Linked DNA regions of Mus musculus: region 2 is linked to region 1. The links are chromatin contacts, called in public HiChIP or PLAC-seq maps. All regions are on one chromosome and are shown on one strand. Each heading gives the region's core, a stretch centred on a gene start, on an enhancer-like site or on the middle of the called end of the contact. The rest is flanking DNA. Distances are from core to core; before and after follow the strand shown. Region 1 overlaps Atxn1 (ataxin 1). Region 2 has its middle 20 kb from the start of Gm45949.

Region 1 (6,768 bases), core at 351-2,850:
TGGTATACATGTAACTGGACATTTTATAACATATATATTATAAATGTTGAACTTTCTAGGTCTTTTTTAAAAATCATACTTACTGCCTGTCTGTGTTGGGGGAGAGGTTGAATGTCGGGGTCAGAGAATAGCTTGTTATTAGGTTCTTATTCACTGAAGTTTAAGTGGTCAGGCTTGGTAGCCTGTGCCCTTCCTTACCCACTGAATTTCTTGGTGACTCAATCACAGTTACTTTTCAGTCTTTTATCACTTACTCTTTATGATTGCCTAAAAGATTTCATAAAATTGAGATAGATACATCAAATATCCGAGAGAAAAAGGGTATTAATGTCAAAAGAATTCTCAAAACCATCTTGTGATATATATTAAAATATTTATCCCTATTTCGTAGTGGTTTAATAGTGTTGCCAAAATTAACTCGTTCAGTTTAAAACTTCCTGGAACCGGAGAGACGGCTCAGAGGTTGAGGGCACATGCTACTCTTCCAGAGGCCCAGAGTTCAGTTCCCAGCACCCACATCAGAGTAACACACTACTCTATGTGACTACAGCCCAAGGAGATTCAGTGCCCTCTACTGGCCTCCATGAGCAACTGCAGCTATGGAACACACTTGAATTTAAATGCAATACTTTGCTGCCCCTCATTGTAGCTGATGGAAGGCGCTGCTGTTTTAGCATGTTTTCACTGGTGGGTGTGCTCCCGTGGATTCTATAAGTTTGTGACTTGCCCTGGAACCCATGGCCATGTCCTTTATTCTTAGTCATACTGTTAAGGTCAAATATATCGATGACCCCAGGCAGTTCACCACCCCCATCACCACCAAAGAAAGTGTTATTTTATAAATCTGTGGGTTGCTGTACGCCTCCTAATCAATAAGCAACGGACATGTTGGTTTAGGGCTGCAGCATGGGGGGAGAATTGTATACGTTATTTTCTCATAAAAGTTTTCGTCACGCTCACGGACAACTCTGGGGCCCTGTTGGGTTTAAGTTTTAGGATGTTTCACCGCAAACACTGCTGGGCAGGTCACTTGCTGGCATCATGATGTTTTCTAAGTTGCTGTTTTCCTGGGAAGCATGAGTCTTACAGAAAGTCACTCTCAGACCTAACTTCCGTTTAAATGAGAGGAGTTACTTTGGTCCAGGCCAGCTTTGTGACTGTTATGGTGGGTTTGCCTTTTACACTGTTGCAATTAAGGGCTTATATCAGACCTCAGATATAAAAGTTCTCTAAGGTCCTGAAGAGTAAAATTGGAGATACCACACGGTCAACTCTAAGGCACTTGAAGAATCTCTCTGTAAACAGAGTGAGCAGAGAAGAAGAAAATGTGAAACTCCAGTGACCTCCTCAGGCATGCTTCGAGGACTTTCTTTTCACTGCTTGAATTGCTTGAACCTTGCCCCACCCTTCTAACCCTCCGTTTCTATTTTCAGCTTGGTCCTCATGCCCTGAGAGCCTTGAGGCCGGTGCCTCAGAAGGGTGTGACAAACAGGGATCGCCAAGGAATGTGTATTTGCACGCAGACGGGTATGAGTGTGGGTGTTGTCAGGTGTGAGCAGTGATCACAGCATCTTCGGCCAAGCGGTCCAGCCTCATCAGCTCCTGCCGACAACGCCTCAGCCTGATTACTCAGGCCTGTCTCATTAGCAGCCGCTCCCTTCTGTCACACTCTTCCTAACAGTTGGCCTTTACCCACAGAGGTGTGTGTGTCTCCACCTGGCTCTCAGAGAGCTGAGAGGCTTCAAGCCTTGCACAGGAAGGGGAAGGCACTGAAAGCTGAAGGAGGAGGAGTCAGGAGACCTGAATTTTGTAGTCGATGTGGCAAGTGGCCATGTGACCTGGGTCTCAGCACACACACACACACACACACACACACACACACACACACACACGGTGACACATTTCAAGATGGACAACAAGAGAAATGGAAGTGAATGACCTCTGCAGTTGTAGCTTTTGTGTCGAGTGTCACGGAGACATTGCTCTGCCGTGGAGCAGATCAGCTCCTCCTTTTTCCTCATTAACTCCTTTAAAAACCAATGGTTTGCTACAACCTAGGTTTCCGGTGCTTTTGGCTTAATGCGCTGAGTGTAGCCTTCTGATGTAAAGATGGCTTAGCACAGCACTTCTCAACCTGTGGGTCCTGGCCCCCTTGGGGGGGGGTCAACCAACCCTTTCACGGGAGTCGCCTAAGACCATCAGAAAGCACAGATATTTACATTATGATTCATGACAGTAGCAAAATTACAGTTGTGAAGTATCAGTGAAAATAATGTTATGACTGGAGGTCACCACAACCTGAGGAACCACCTTAGTAAAGTTGAGAGCCACTGGCTTAGCAGCTAAAGGGGCTCACAACAATTCTAACGATATATATTCAGGCCCTCAGCCCCCACGTGATCGAAGGAGAGACCCAACTCCTTCAAATTGTCCTCTGATCTCCCTATACGTTGACATGGTGTGTGTATGCCCAGATATATTTGTCGACACGCAAACGTGAGTAAATCTAACAACCTTTAAGATGTCCTTATTTTTAATTGTACATATGTGTGCATACATGAGTGAGAGTACTCTCAGCGGCCAGAAGGGGGTATCAGGTTCCCCGCAGCAGGAATTACAGGCTAATAGAAGCTAGACAATGTGGGTGCTGACAGCTTAGCAAGCCCAAGCGGTCCTCCTGTCTCCGTGCCCTGCCACCGTTTTAAGGTCACATGTGTCTCATGGCCATGTTTGACTTTTTGTGTAAGTGTTGGAGAGTCACAGTCTTATCCACTGATCTCACTGCAGTGTAGGAGTAGATGCTAAATGTCTGTGATATGTGTGATATTGCTGTGGGTAGGGAAAGCATTTAAGGCCATCATATTATAGTGTAACTATTAGTGAGCCTGGGGGATTTTGGGGTACTTAAAAAGCAAAATTCCACCCCACGCCGTTCCTCCTCTTTTCCAACTGAGTGGTTTGTGGTTTCTTGTCTATGAGCAGCCTACACATGACTGTCTACAGATGGCGATCTTTTTATCTCGTATAGCCCCGTCATTTCATTGACATCTGCGTTCCCTTTTATTCCTGGCACGGAGCTGGGCCGGAAGTGCTGCATGACACGGGAAGTTAGCTAAGCACAAGGTCACGGGGAGCGTTCCCCCTCAGGCATACCACTTAGAGGAAAGAATTGATGGGTTACTTCAGATGAGGCCCAGCTTCTGCTCTGTGGTGTTTGGGAGGAGAGAAAGCTACCAGAAGCCAGTTTTGGAAGGCCACATCATACTTCCCTGCTTCTGAGGATGACAGGAATGAAGGTGTCCTAAAGCTTGGGTGTTTTTCCAGCCCTTTATCAGAATAACTGCTTAGAATACCATTTAGAGTGCACCTAGGAAGAAGCAGGCAAAACCAAACAGCACTCTGCCTGTTCAAACAGCACAGAGACAAGGGGTGTGAATTCTGGTCTAGGAGTAAGAAAACCGCACGTGCACATTCTTCTAAGAACACTCAAGTGGTTTCCTGATGTGTCTGTCAGGTCGGAGTTTTTAGGTTTGCATCTGCGATACCAATTTCTAGATCATACAAACATTCTGAAATAGGTAAGAGGGTCTGAGAGAGGACATTTTATTATCATCTGTGTGTGTGTGTGTGTGTGTGTGTGTGTGTGTGTGTGTACAGGGGGTTCCCTCCACATGTTTAGTCCTTGTTTGAAATTGCAGGTTGGCCTGTGGACCACAGGTGAGGAGGCTCTGTCCTTTTCCATGCAGGATTCTACAAGGATTTCCTGTCTTGCTCATTTGAATCTCTCCCCTCACCTCCTTCAAATCTCACTTATGGTAGCTTCATTCATTTCGGGCCGCTTCCCTTGTATGTTACCCGGAGAAGGAACCTCTTGGAGACCCGAGTATAGGCCATTCTCTCTGAGAGGAGTCTTAACTGTTGCTCTCTGAGTTGCTTGGCCAGGTCCAGCCATTGCAGGCACAGACGCTCTCCTCAGCTCCCTCCACCCCCCAGCAGTCTCACAGAAGGAAAGAGCTGTGCAAAGAAGAGTCTGTGAACTCCTGCCATATCTGTGTTGGGGGCAGGGGGGAGTGGGGATAGGAAGGGGTGGAGCCGCCTAACCGACCGTGACGATTTCTAACTGACCTTTAGAATACTATTTGTTAAAAGAAGGTTATGAATCAGGAGAAGTTCTCAGTCCAGCGTGCAGGACTGAGCCATCTCTGTTCACTGTGCTCGGGAGCTTATCTCAGAAGCGCTCCACTGGAGTTGGAGATGCCAAGGCACTCAGGTGTGCCAAGAGGGGTGCTGGGCAGAATTACTCAGAGCCGTATTTCTGGGAGCCTCTGCCTTAAACTTCCTAGCAAGGGAATAAGGTCAATCCATACTTGTGTGTGCCCCAAGAAGTGTGAAACACTGAAAGATAAAACTTGTATTAGCTGCTTTTGAGTCAGGCTACCTGAGATCTCAGAGCCAGACTTTTGTCACTAGAAGTTTGTGGGACCAGGGATCTAATGCTTTGCTGTATAGTAGATTATTGCTAAGAAGACTCTTAGATAGAAAGATCTGATTTATCTTCTTTCATCTGGGTGAATATATTACATGATTCGCTGAGAGCGGTTTGCAGAAGCACAGAACCCCTTTAGATGAGGCAGCAAACTGCATTCTTTGAAGCCTATTTTGAAGCAAGTTGGTCTTTCTTTGCAAGGTCTTTTTTATCTACTTGTGCTTATGTTCCTGAAACAATTGACCTCGCCAAAATTGAAATAGAAACAGGATGCCGTACAAGTAATGATCTTCGTTCACAGTCGTTTGAGGTTTTGTTACTGTTGTTGCTGTTGCTGTTGTTGTTTGCTTGTCTGTTGATACTGGGTCTCCCATAGCTCAGGTTGGCCTCAAGCTGTTATACAGCTAACGGTGATCTTGAACTCCTAATTCTCCCATATCTCCATGCCAAGTTCCGGAAGTCCGGGCAAGTGCCAACATGTTCAGCTTTTGAGAATTTGCCTTGGTAACTGAGGCAAAATCTTTGGAGCATACCCGTTAGGCCCTTAACCAACGTTTTCCTGTAAATTCTACTTCTTTCTCGAGCATATATACACAAGTTCCTGAGACTGTCTCCCTTCTGTTCTTGAGTGCCTGGCAGTTGAATGTATTTGCTGGTGATGCTGGCAGAATTGGCCAACAGACCCACAGCACGAGTCCCAGAGCTAGGGTATGCCACTACTTCAGTCAGGATGTCTGTCGTCTTCACCAACACTGGGACACATCCTTTTTATTGATCTTAAACCCTCTTGCTAAGATCATTTTTGGTTTCTGTTCATTTCTGATATTTTTCCCCCTTCTGGAACCTTTGTTGCTTGCACAGGAGTGATTTTTTTTTATATGCTATACATTCTTCATTCCTGGGGCTTTGTAAGCACTGTCAAACTCACTCCATAGAGCAAAGCACTGGCCACAAAGCTCCCTTCTCCATTATGACAGCCCTAGATTTCTAGTCTACTTTGCCTTTTCTTTCTTTTCCAAGGAATGGGACAGTAAGAATAGGGGCTGGGGGATGACGAGATGGCTCAGTAGGCAAGAGCACTGTCTGCTCTTCCAAAGGTACTGAGTTCAAATCCCAGCAACCATATGGTGGCTCACAACCACCTGTAATGAGATCTGATGCCCTCTTCTGGTGTGTCTGAAGACAGCTATAGTGTACTTTATGTATAAAACTAAATAAATCTTTAGGTTGTTTGTTTGTTTGTTTGTTTAAGGCCACCATTTCTTGTGCAAGCAGATTTTTCTCTTTAACCACCTCAGTGTTTCTACCTGCCTCTGGCTGTCTGTCACACTTGTACTTCTGAATAAATTTCCTCCCTGGACTCTCAGAACACTAATAAACAAAATCTATTAATGTCAGTGGGTTATTGCTTATCTGCTACTAGCACACATGATTTGGAATAGAGTCACTATCCTGGGCCTGAAGGGAGTCCCCTGTCCCCCTTTCATGCTCCTTTTGGGGGGTCAGAGCAGCCTTGGGGATCTCAGTGCTATCATTGGGGTTTGCCTTTCCTGTTCCTAGCTCTCCTGGTGATCTATTTCTGTGCCTCAGCTGTGTTGCCAGTTGTCATAGCAACCTGTTGGCAGGTGCTTCCCTAAAGACAACCAAAGGAGTGGAAATGGACATGGGAAGCCTTGAGGGGGGTCAGGAATGGAGCTGGCAGTCACCTGGCACAGAGAGGATTTTACATTTCCTTCATCTGGGCCAGCCTCCAGGAGCAGGATGTCACTTAGTGACTTAGGTAGACCATGGGAGTGCCATTTACTGAAGATCAGTTACATGGGCTGGTACAGCTACATTCCCTCGGAGAGGAGCAAGCCAACTAGTAGCTAGCCAGCTAGTGGATCATCCAGGCAGTGTGTGGGATGTTTGGGATATCAATGCACTTGATAGTACAGTGGATGTATGTGTGTGTGTGTGTGTGTGTGTGTGTGTGTGTGTGTGTGAATTGGGTTAATGTTTTGCTGATAATCAGCACTAGTGTTCAGAGTTGGGGATGTGACCTAGGAAGAACCAGGGGTCAGGAGATGGAGGGAGAATGAAGGGAACACCAATGCACTGATCTTGCCTCCGTTTCCTGTTGACTGGTCTGGCCTGAAAGCTCCCAGTGTCAGGAGAGCGTTCCTACTGGGCCCCAGTAATCCACCTCCGTGCCCAGCCCTGAAGCAGAACACTGCTCACCTTGTGTTCTGCCCTCCCAGTTCTCTCCTCCTCCCATTAGACCACAATGAACTGGCATCAAA
Region 2 (6,548 bases), core at 476-2,975, 350 kb before region 1:
AATGCAAAGGGATCCTGTTGTTACTTGTACACGCATAAGGTGCTCCAAAAACTGACTTCAGTGATAAAGATCAATAGGTCGCCTCTGAATGACATAGACATTCACCTTTGTTCCAGTCTCAGTTCTATATCTACTACAATGAACATGTATGTAGTTTTCTAAAGATATGTTATTTTAAAACAGCAACCAAACCAACCCACCAGACAAGCCAGTCCTGAGTCAGCAGTCTGATCTGGGATGCTAAGGACCGCCGAGTTTTATACTTATCTCCTGTTTCTCTCACCTTCTTGTACCATTTGGGTGTATTACTCTCTGTACTGCCTGACACAGGCATGGTGTTCTCATGTGTGCATCTTCTGAGTTACCATATCCCCAGCATGAAAGATAAAAAAAGTCATGAAGCCACCCTAGGTTTACACAGAGATCTGGAAAATGTCAACATAGACATATCCTGAAATCTATGCTAACCCTGAACTCCTTCCTCCATCCTCTTACTTGGTTGGGTATATCAAGTCGCCACATTACTCAAAATATCATTGTTAACTGGATAAATCCAACACTAAGGAGGCTGAGGCAGGAGGATCAACAGGCCATCCTTGGCTACTTAGTGAAACTCTTTAGAAATAAACAAGCAAGCAAGCAAACAAACAAAACAAAACAAAAAACCCCACAAAACAAAAGTCATAGTAAATTCATTGTGGCGGGCCCTAAGTGGAAATGACCCTTAGCAAATGTTATCTTTCTCACTGTGTAAGCATACTCTCTGGGTTTAAATAATTAATTACACATAGCAATGGCTGTTTCAGCCAAGCTTGGAATTCGAGTCCTTTGTTAGGAGAACATCTTTATCAGTACAATTCATCAAAGGGAAACATCAAATAAAATCTTTTCCCAGGCAGTATTCTCAATGATAAGTGAAGGATGATCTCAGAAGGGGGGAATCTCATCCCTTCCCCCTCCTTCCTCCTTGAGCATTCAGAGAAAGCGTGGTAGAAACACCTGACCTCTCCCTCTAAGCCCTGGATTGGTCTTGCCTGTAAAGACATCATTGGTACATGCCTTCAGGGAATTTATGCCATCTAATTGGAGTTATACTGACCATAGGGCGTTCCCTGGAATGCCTACTGCAGCGTTAGGCACCAGAGCACAGAACCCTACGCAGGTAATTAGGGGACAGTACGAGCCCGTCTAGACTTTGGAATCATTCTGGTTCCAGCACGCCCAGCCAATCAATAGGCATTAATCATCCCGTGCTTATTGCTAACGTGACTCAGCCTCCGTGACTCATTGACATCACACACAGGGAAGTCTGTTGTGACTGGAGATGGGCAAGACAATTAGTCTAGAAACGAGCTTTGCCTGAAGGTGCAGACTATTCCAGCAAGGAGCGGGTAGAGTACCGAGGTTGGGTGGGGCACAAATGCAAGCCCACAGGGAGCCCTGCGCAGCGCAAGGAGGGGCACCTACCTAGCATTGTCTGCCCAGTTGGCATAGCAGAGTGTGCACGGTTTCGATTTCCAAATATTTTTTCATTTATGGATACGTTATCTTTCTAACTCCCTCATAGGCTCGGGAAGGGAAGGGTAGGGGCCACAGTGGGTCCCATCTCCGTCTCTGGTGCCTAACTCTGGCTAGAGAGAGGTGGCCACCTAGGAGTAGTGTCACGCGCTGCTTGTCTCCTTGGTGATAGCTCTGCTTCCGGCAAAGATCTCGTAGGCTGACCCAATAAAGGTGACGATCTCACGGGGGTTGTCAAGCTTCGGTGCCCAGCGAAACTTCTTTGGCCTGCTAATCACTGCAAAACAGGCTCTCTCACAGAGTTCCCCTCCTTCCTGTTCTCAGCTAGAAATACCATGAGAACAGACTGTCTCACAGTGTTTTCAGACTTCCACTCCCAGTCCCTGCCAAAAGCAGGAAGTGCAGAAGTGGGCGATAATTCTTTCTTTTCTTTTTCCCTTTCTTTTTTTTTTTTTCTCCTTTTTCTTTTTAGAACACTTTATTAAAGAGTTTTGGTTGTTACTTGTTTTGTTTTGCTTTTTTACCCCCCACCCCCACCCCGAACCTCATTAGAATTAATTTGAGCAATACTTCCAATTTACATGATGATTTGAAAAAACATTACATGAGGTATTTCTTACTCTACACAGGGCTCTGATCCAGTGGGCGCGGGGTGGGGGGGGGGAGGGGGTCCCTTCTTCCCCACAGTTCTGTAATAACACCACATATCTTGGACATGACGCCTACCTTCACACAAACATCCCTTCCCAATCGAGTCTGCTTTCCTTGCTTGTCTGTGCTTTACCCATTAGTCGACCGTTTCAATTTGTGGAAACTGGACACAGACACTGAGTGCCATCGAAAGGACTAGGGGCCACTGGGTTTAAGTATACCATTGAAGGTGGAGGAGGGACGAGTGGGAGGGGGAGAGGAGAGGGAAGAAGAGGGAGGGTGGAGAGAAGAGCAGAGGGAGAAGGAGGGAGAAGAGAGGAAGCGAGCAGAGAAGCCATGTAAGGCCGAGAAAAGGAAGGAAAGGCTAGGAAGCAAAGCTGAATCACAGGCCAAGGAAGCCATTTCCCCTGCAGTAGACCTGTGTTCTATGCTCACGTGAAGCCATTTGATCACCTGGCCATTTGAACATAAACAATACGGAAATAGGATCACCGACTTGGCAGGGCCTTGATCCACAAGGCTAGCGGCTTATCAGAAGAGGGACAGCAAAGTAATCTTGCCCTTGTTGCACACACAGAAGGAAGGCCGCCTGAGGACAGCCGGGAGAAATCAGCCATAGACGTTAGACTTGCAAGCCTCCTCAAGAATTCTGGGAAATAATTAAGCAATGTGTAAATCAGCCAGGCTGTGAGATTTAGTTTTCACAGCTCTGGAAGGCTAATGGATAGATTATCACTAATGAAACTAAGGTTGCAGGTTTTCCATATTGAGGGCAGAGCCTTCTGACGGTCCACTCCACGATGGCTGGACACACCTTGTGGGAGCAATGGCTTCCTCTGCTGGTCAGTATCTTAAGAAGCAGATCTAAGGTGACCTAGCATAGGACTTGAAGCGGGTGGGAGACCGAACGTCAGGCTGCAGCTAGTTCAGCTGAAGTTCACACACAGCGAACAGCAGGCTAATGTTAATTAGAAATGACTAATAAACGATGAGTCTTGGTCCAGCTTGCTTCCTCAGACAAAGCTGGGTCTGGTCTAAAACCCCGGAAGCTTGGGCTTCAGGATGCCAATCACCTCTGCTAAGCTCTGTACAGAATTTTGTATTGAATTCTAAGAAAAGCCTAGAGACTCTGTAAAATTATGCACACCCCCCCCCCAACTCACTCTTACACCAATTAAGTATGCATAATATATCTGGCCTGTGGTAGCCACTAGGATATTAGGAGAAAAGAAGCCAAAGCACTCAAGACAAATAATTGACTGAGTAAGTAGACTAGAAACAGAATTCAATCAAAACCAACCAAGGGGAGGAGGGGTGTGAGAGAAGAAAGGGCATCTGTGAATCCGTAAAGACTCAGCGGACACATACCAAGTCCAGTGTGCCTCTCCAGTGTCCCCAGCAGACACATACCAAGTCCAGTATGCCTCTCCAGTGTCCCCAAAGACTCTGACAGTGCACGGTTCTCACCTGCAGGGAAGCAGGATTTCTTGAAGTACCCCTTGATTCTAGGCAAGGTACCCAGGGGTTTGCATATGTCATCTCTATCATTTCTTGCAAGAGTCATGTGGGGTGGGCTTGGCTGTCACCCCTTGGTGGGAACACGGAGGGGAGGTGTGAGGTTGTTAAGGTGAACTCTGGCCCCCATATCCCCCCCTGACCATAAAGCCAGAAGAGTGCCAGCCAGTTTGTTAGAGCTGTCAGTGATTACCGTGAGCCAGGTCAAGAGCAGCAACAGGCAGGGGCTGGAGAAGAGGTGGGGACAGTGACACTCTATCTCCTGAATAATAATAACCTGAGCGATTTCCCAAATGGTGCTCTCTCCTTGTTGCTTCTCTGCGGGTCCCAATTTTGTTTTTTGGCAGAGTACACGGTGTCCGTGAATGAGCACAGGGCTGCAGGCAATGTCAGCCCTTTGGGCTCTCTTGCTCTTGCCTTTGTGATTCTCTAAAGGGCTCTGAGCTCTGGAAAATTAGGACTTTTCAATGCAAGAGCCATTAGCGATTGAGCCAAGCTTTGGACGTATAATTCTATGAGAACAAGAAAATCATGGGAATTTTTTGAAAACCTTGAAGCTGAATTCATCTTGCTCAGCTACAAAACCTTCACCCTGCCTAACTCTTACATAATCTCTTTGTGGTGGCTTCCTTCTGTGTGTGCTGGTAGTATGTGTGTTTGTGTGTGTGATATGTGTGTGGTGTGTATGTGTGTGTATAAAATATATCATATGGGTAATATATGAGAAATCTGTATCACATTTGGGTAATGTATAATATATGATATATAATATATACACATGCATATATATGGATATACATATATATGCATGTGTAGGGGAGCAATGGATGATTACAAACCACCTTCTCCTTTAGCTGTGAATGTAACAAGAGCAACTAGCAGGACATGTTGTTTTTCTTCTTTTATCTTCCAAAAAGATCAACCAGAAACCCAATATGAAAAAAGCTAATGTGGTACTAAGTTTGCAAATTTAAACCGAGTCCTGCAGTTAAGGCATGCGACGTTTCCATAGCAACATTAGCTCTCATCTTGAGGATTTTCAGTCCTATTAAAGGCATTGAATTCATCCAGTTATATATACCAGTGTGCATACAGTGTGGCTGAGCTTATGGTGGAGGTTTATTTTTCCGGATTTTAATTATAAGTAATTCCTCCCATTGTGGGTAGGTAGGCCTGTGCCGTGGGGGTCCAGGAAGAGGAGACTTGGATAAATGGATAGTGTAAAGCATCCATTTGATTTAATTCAATCTTGGTTTTTCTCCCTTTGTTTCCTCGGTGCTCTGGATTCTGAAAGTGAGAAGGATAAAGGTTGCTACCGACTGCCCGAGGAAGTCACCTTCCTGCAACCCATGGTGCTACCTCCAAGAAAATACAAAGGCAACTTTTCCAGGAGATAAGGTGGGGAGGGCAGGGATAGCCCATAGCGTACACAGATGTGTGGCTAGCTCCACTGGGATTACACTGGGATTACAAATTGATGTTACTGCATCTTGCTTTCTTTTTCAACAGGGCTCTGGGGATTCGAACCCAGGTCCTCACATTTTCACAGCAAGTGCTGTATAGACATTGAGCCATCTCCGCAGCCCCCTGTATCTTATTTAGATGTTGGCACAGAAATAGGCCTAGGCACTGGCCTCTCACACACAACCAGCCCTTAGAGGACAAAGAAGTCGTGTCTCTTCTCAGTGAAGTCTGAATGGAAAACTTAATATAACCTCAAGTCAGCTGGAAAGGGTGGCGTAGTTGTACCCAATTTTTCATGAGCCATCATCCCTGACAAAAGAAAGAAAAGGACATGTGTAATGAACATTTCCTTGGTGGGGAAAAAAAAAAACAAAAACAGTAACGGTTGTAGATCTTTCCTAGCAATTGGCTGACACAGATGGAGATGGCGAAGATGCAGGAAGATTCATAGAGCCTCCCTGGTACACAACAGCGCTGGATAGCCCTGGAGATCTGGAGGGTGTGCTGGAGGGTGGAGGTGGGGGCAAAGAAACGCGTCTTCAGTGGACTTTTCATCTGAAATAGTACCGGGGTGTCAGAGACGTACCGAAACTCTGAATGAAACAGACAAATGGATGTGGCAGAAGTCTCACAGCAAACCAGCCTGTGAGGATGGGGCTATTTTTAGGTGCCTAATGAAGAAAGCAGCTGCATTCAGAGAGGCTGTCACTCGCAGCTTGTGGGACCAATTTGTTCTGTTCCGGGGTTCCAGCATTGATCAGCAGTCAGTCCCCTCTCAGATGCCCAGGAAGGGGCTCCACATAGTAATTACAGCTGCTTTGGGGTTTTCTTTCAGAGTTTAGAGAAGACTCTCAGTTAATAGACCCATTAGAATCCGGGAATGTAAGAGAAACAATGAGCTATTCCTGGGCCCTCCTGGAGCAAGTCTGGCCCCATAGAAACCCATTTCAAAGCCTCAAGGAGCAAAAGACAAAACTCCAGCAGGCTCTCTCTGTGACCCAAGTAAGCAGGCTCTGTCTCTTTTGTTCTCTTTGACCTAAGCAGCTAAGCAAGAGTATAGAAGGCAGGCTACAGTCCCTGAAACTGAAAGGCAAAGCTGGAGAGTGACCCACTTTTGGAAACAAAAAAGCAAGCAAGAGAGAATGCCTTCAGGTCACAGGCTGAGCACTGAGGGTCTAGGTATGCAGCAGGAGAAAGTTGGTCCCTCAGCTCCCAGGGAAGGTTGTGTGGTATCACGCTAGGTGGGATGACAGTGTTTCTCCTGTTCCTGTCACACAACTCAGTGCTGCTTGGGCCTCAACTCTTCCTGAGATGCGACAGAAAGCTATACACTCCAGATGCCCCCTGCATCAGGTTGCTTTGCATTTTCAGTGAAGGATGCCTTTGTACTTCTAGTCTCC

What was found. HiChIP or PLAC-seq counts read pairs in DNA pulled down with a chosen protein or histone mark.
Region 2: a FOXA1 HiChIP or PLAC-seq map of pancreatic cancer cells shows a contact between it and region 1. The contact joins two enhancer-like sites. A contact is called at or near these places in 1 of 484 Hi-C or Micro-C datasets (pancreatic cancer cells) and 1 of 115 datasets of contacts at active chromatin or transcription factors (pancreatic cancer cells).

Annotation. Positions count from the first base shown.
Region 1 is chr13:45,690,018-45,696,785 of GRCm38.p6, reverse strand. The region is part of intron 6 of Atxn1 (ataxin 1); the gene reads left to right. Among named protein-coding and RNA genes, the nearest start is that of Gm34582, 170 kb to the right of the region's middle. Within about 2 kb of position 1,600, at least 42 of the 459 cell types and tissues checked have an H3K27ac peak or open chromatin away from gene starts, as enhancers often do. A contact at or near this core is called in pancreatic cancer cells, where this site is marked.
Region 2 is chr13:46,038,443-46,044,990 of GRCm38.p6, reverse strand. No RefSeq gene overlaps it. Among named protein-coding and RNA genes, the nearest start is that of Gm45949, 20 kb to the left of the region's middle. Within about 2 kb of position 1,725, at least 112 of the 459 cell types and tissues checked have an H3K27ac peak or open chromatin away from gene starts, as enhancers often do. A contact at or near this core is called in pancreatic cancer cells, where this site is marked.